Regions from separate parts of the Triticum aestivum genome. Here region 1 is linked to region 2. Evidence: chromatin contacts called from public HiCAR-type data. All regions are on one chromosome and are shown on one strand. The core of a region is the stretch at or near the end of the contact, and the rest is flanking DNA. Distances in the headings are between cores, read along the strand shown. Region 1 holds the start of LOC123155797 (zinc finger CCHC domain-containing protein 10). Region 2 holds the start of LOC123156820 (mitogen-activated protein kinase 4).

Evidence for each region. HiCAR-type assays count read pairs that join an accessible place to other places.
Region 1: a contact with region 2 is called in a HiCAR-type map of leaf, with 8 times the contacts expected there. The contact joins the promoter of LOC123155797 here to the promoter of LOC123156820 in region 2. A contact is called at or near these places in 1 of 5 Hi-C or Micro-C datasets (leaf) and 1 of 1 datasets of contacts at active chromatin or transcription factors (leaf).

The regions. Positions count from the first base shown.
Region 1 is chr7B:578,573,074-578,575,773 of IWGSC CS RefSeq v2.1, reverse strand. LOC123155797 (zinc finger CCHC domain-containing protein 10) reads right to left here and starts at 1,261. Exons shown (of 2, transcript XM_044573929.1): 1 at 980-1,261.
Region 2 is chr7B:577,925,375-577,928,074 of IWGSC CS RefSeq v2.1, reverse strand. LOC123156820 (mitogen-activated protein kinase 4) reads left to right here and starts at 1,275. Exons shown (of 3, transcript XM_044575004.1): 1 at 1,275-1,652; 2 at 2,327-2,700. The coding sequence starts at 1,290.

The sequences.
Region 1 (2,700 bases), core at 12-2,511, 650 kb before region 2:
AATGGGTCACTGGGACTCCAGCCCACTTACAAGTAATGATGTTGGGTGTATTTGTTTGGCCTCAGGTCACGTGATCGAAAATAGGCCCCATCTGCGAGAAAAAATGGGTCGCTACCAGGTGCTTTTTCATGAGAAAAAGAATATACCGATGGTTTTTCTTGCTCAAATAGCAGACACACGTCGTCCAGTCGCACACATCGGCGTGCCTAATCAGCACCATGTTTGTATAGAAACGTGATTTGCACCGTATATGCACATCAAAGCCAAGTTATGACACCAATTCAATGTATGCCGCAAGTTGTAGCACTAAACTGACTTTTCGCGTCAAGTTGTGGCACCGGTGGTGTAATTGACTCTTCTTACAACTATAAGTACTCCCTCCTTCCATCTATATAGGGACTAATGCGTTTTTTGAGGCTAACTTTGACCAAATATTAGAGCAATAATATATGGCATGCAACTTACACAAAGCACACCGTTAAATTCGTGTGTGAAAGGAGCTTTCAATGATATAATTTTCACATTGTGCATGTCATGTACTATTAATCTTGTCAATAGTCAAAGGCGGTCTTAAAAAACGCATTAGGCCCTATATAGATGGAAGGAGGGAGTAAGTAAATAGATACTCTACTAGGAAGTGCAAATTACATGATACCAGAACCTTAAAATGTCATGTTAAACTAAAGAAATACAGTGGCAACTCAAAACTACCCATTAGCCAACAAACACATTCGTAGTTATATATACCAAAAGCAACTATGCTGCTTCAAGGCCCTTCCATGCACATAACCTCGAACAGAATAACCCATCTGAGTCAGACTACACATAAGGACACAACCAAAACAACAGCCATCTAATTGGGTACATGTAAGCAATAACCAGGGGCGGATCTGTAGGGCGCACACCAGCACAAGCAAAATTGGCGGAGGTCAGCGGGGTTTAATCTACTAATCACCGGATACCGGAGAACCAACCATACCTCGAAGACCAACGGCGCAGTCGCGGACGGAGTAGGGCGGGGGCAGGGTCCGCGACTACGCGGCGAGGTAGGACAGGAACGTCGACGGCGGCGGCGACGCGCGGCAGAGGCGAGGGGCTCGTCCGGGGGGTGGTTGAGGCGTCGGCGGCGAGGCCGCGGTAGCGCTAGGGCACGACGATGGATGGAGGATTGATTTTCGTCAGGAGCCGCGGCTCGGGTCGGGTTGGGGATTTTAGGAGTCGGCGGAGGGGAAGGGGAGAAAGACACGGAGACGGTGAAGGAGAGAAAAGTCTACCGCGATCTGACGGTGGATCTAGGGTGTGCGTATTTTATTTATTTATTTTTGCGGGGTGTATTTGAAATCGAAAAGAAAAACAAATTAATGTGATGATATTTTCGAGTATCCATTTCTGAGCTCTGGCTCATCTGGATCCGGTTAAGAGAAAATTCAAAAAAAAACACTAGATAAATCTAAAAGAAATTGTATGAAGATGATTTGGTTCCTGAAAGGAAATAGATTTTTTGAATTTGTCTATTTTTTTTTAATTTACTGTTCATCACGCGATCAGATGAGCTCGGGAGCCGAATAACCGCACTCCAACATCTTCTCTTATTCTACTGTAAACTGAATTATTTGAACTTCAATATAAATCTAACATCAGATTTGTAGGGTTAAAATTCTTGCGCGGTCAGACACGTCGAATCATGATCAAATCCATGACAATTAATCGTTGCACGCTTGCACGATGACAAAAATTCCGTTGATTTTTTCTACGACTCACTCCGTCTTGTAATGTAAGACGTTTTTTGATACTAGTGTAGTGTCAAAAAACGTCTTACATTATGGGACGAAGCGAGTACATGGTAATTTTTATTATAAGAACATGACAAATTTTATTCACATGCATGGCAATTTTATCTGTTCGCATGGCAAATCTGGTTGTTAGATTTATCTGTTTGCATGGCAAATCTGGTTGTTAGATTTTTAGCGCTAAAAATGTGAAGTGGGATTTTTAACATTTCTGAATTAGTGCCAGAGTTTGTAATATTATTTTTAAAGAACTCTGCGCTACTTTCTTTTGCAGAAAAACTTTCGATCTATTCATCTTCAATCATGGTAGTACAATAAAGGTGCGCCACTGCCATCGCCCCTCCCTCGCCGGAGCCGGGCAAACATGTCGTACTAGACAGTCGAGAAGACGCCATGCTAAGGCCTCATAGGACCAACGCACCAGAACAGCAACCGCCGCCAATGAAAAATAACGTAGATCAGAAGGTTCCAACCTGAAGACACACGAACATAGACAAACGATGACTCGATCCGAGCAAATCCACCAAAGACATATCTGCCGGAGACACAACTCCACACGTCCACCGCAATGCTAGACGCATCACCGAAATGGGGATTAGGCAGAGAGACCTTTATTTCATCTTCAAAGAGCCACCGCCGTCTCGCCTTTCTGAGCAGAACACGAACACTAACAAAACTCGAAGAAAGATCTAAAAACGGAGCCCTCCCACCGACAAGGACTGGGACCCACTCTACTGTCAGGACCCCGATCCTAAGTCACACCGATCTAGCATGTAACACATCATATCACTTTGCGCCCTCACGCACGGTATTTCCACGGGTGCCACCTTACCTGCCCCGGGACCGTTTGCGCCTTTTGGCTCACGTATATGATAGTGCCGCTAGCATCCATATGACAAAGAACCCGGGC
Region 2 (2,700 bases), core at 26-2,525:
TTGACTGGTCATCATGGATTCAGGCAGCCGAGTGGGTAAGCGTAACCACTGACTGGTCATCATGGATATGACCCCTAAATATCTAGGACGATAAACTCGCTGAACCAGTATCACGCGGCGAAACCATGCAAGCCATGGTAGCCCTGGCATCACTCCTCCGTAGTCCCTGTCCGTGGACAGGTGAGGGGGGATTTGAGGGTCGCCAGAGATGCCCTTAACGCGCTATTTTTCTCATTGAAAAAAAAACACTAGAGCTAAAAGAACCTCCAGGACTCAAAATGACCAAACAAATTTAAGCAGTTGACCTCGCAAGACTTGGTGGCCCAAAGTTGGAGGATAACCGAAGATGATCAAAGAATACAGTATCTGGCAGCACTTAAACAGTAATCGAGCAGCCGAGTGCGTAAGTGTGACCACTGACTGATCATCATGGATTCGGGTAGCCGAGTGCGTAAGCGTAACCACTAACTGATCATCATGGGCATGACCCCCAAATATCTAGGACGATAAACTCACCGAACCCGCATAACGCGGTGAAACCATGCATGGCATGGCAGCCCTGGCGTAACTCCTCCGTAGTCCCTGTCCGCTGACAGGTGCGGGAGGAAATTTACGGATCGCCGGAGATGCCCTTAACACGCTATTTTTCTCATTCAAAAGAGAAAGCACTAGAGTAAAAAAAATCCTCCAGGACTCAAAATGTCCAAACAAAATTAGGCAGCTGACCTCGCAAGACGTGGTGGCCCAAAGTTGATCAAATAATACAATATCTGCAGCGCTAACTATAATCGGGAAGCCGAGTGGTTAAGCGTAACCACTGACTCATCATCATGGACATGACCCCAAATATCTAGGACGATAAACTCGCCGAACCCGCATCACGCGGCGAAACCATGCATGCCATGACATCCCTGGCGTCAATCACGTCCATACGCGCCTCTGCCGCTGGCTGGCTCAACGGGGAGAGGAAAGGCGCGCGCGCCGGCAAAGCAACCCAACTAGTGCACCGATCCGGAAAACGACCCACATTTTACTCTACCGCCCGAGCCCAGCGCGCCCTCGTGGCCCCGCCCGACGCCGGCCACGCACGCACGCTAGTTCCGAGCCGTCGCCCCAGCGCCGCACGCTACGCGGGGGCGGGGCCGGGCGCGCACGTGCGATGCGTTGCCGGAAAGCCGGTGGGCGGCTTACCCGGACCGGAAGGACGATGATGAAGCAGGGTCGCCTCGTCGATTGGTCTCGATCCCGGTCCCGAGGAGCGGCGACGGCCATGTGTCCCGAGGCCGGCCATGTGGGCAGGGCGGCGGGTATATATAGGGCGGCCACATGAGGCCTTCCTCATCATCTTCCTCAGCCTGCCGCGTGTTCCATCGCTAGCTGCCCGCCCCTTCGCTGTACCTGAGCGGCACCCATCCATCGCCATCTCCTCGTCACCACTCCCACAAGTCCAGTGGAGCTACGTGCGTGCGTACGTTCGTTCCTTCCTTCCTTCCTTCCCCGAAATAAAAAATAGACAGAGAGCCCTCCTGCTCGGTCGCCCTCTGCCCCTGCCTCCGTCTCCGCGTGCGCTCCCCACCCCCTTCCTCCCCCGCTCCCGGACGTGCTCTGCTTCTCCAGATCCGCCGCCGACGCTGCTGCTGCCGCGTCCTGAGGTGAGTGATCGATCCCGCCCGCACACGGGGCGGGGGGCTCGCCCCCTCCTCCTCCATTTTCGTTCCCTTTCTTGAGGCGAAGCAAAGCAAGAGCTTATGCATGCGGGTGGCGAATTGGGTTTGCTTCCGGCTCCGGTCGCCGGTAGGATGCTCGTGTTAGGGGCAGCCGGGAGGAGTTGCGTCGAAATGCGGCCGATTCGGTCCGATTCGGCGGCGGATTGCAGCGCCCAGCTTTGGATTGTGCTGCGCTGGCCGCTGGGCTTGGGGTCAGAGGGTGGCTCTGATTCGTTTCAAAACACACCACTGGGACTGGGTCAGTCAAACAAACAGTGTTAGGCAGACACTGGTGTTAGGTTGAGGATAAAATTGTGGGGGTGGAAACACATGCTGCTAGTAGTTGTGCCATGGAAAAGGTCAAGCTCATAAGACTTGGCAAAATTAAATTGGCCAAGGCGGATGAGCGTCGCTCACCGTGTTAGCCTGTTAGACACTTGTGTTAGGGTGATGATGACTTGTGTGTGGGGTGGAAACAGAGACTGTTAGTACCATGGGTCAAGCTGATAAGACTTGGCAAAATTAAATTGGCACCCTAAACTAGTAAACTTTTTCCTTGTTATGCTTCCTTTGTTCTCAATTAATAGACTGGTAACTCTATGTTTCCTTCTTCTCCGCAGAAAATGGCGATGATGGTGGATCCCCCGAATGGCATGGGAAACCACGGGAAGCACTACTACACCATGTGGCAGACCATGTTCGAGATCGACACCAAGTACGTGCCGATCAAGCCCATCGGGAGAGGAGCCTACGGGATAGTTTGCTCCTCGATCAACCAGGAGACCAACGAAAAGGTCGCCATCAAGAAGATAAACAACGTCTTTGACAACCGCGTGGATGCGCTGAGGACGCTGCGCGAGCTGAAGCTCCTTCGGCACCTGCGCCATGAGAATGTCATTGCCTTGAAGGATATAATGATGCCGATACATAGGAGGAGCTTCAAGGATGTCTACTTGGTCTCCGAGCTCATGGACACGGATCTGCATCAGATAGT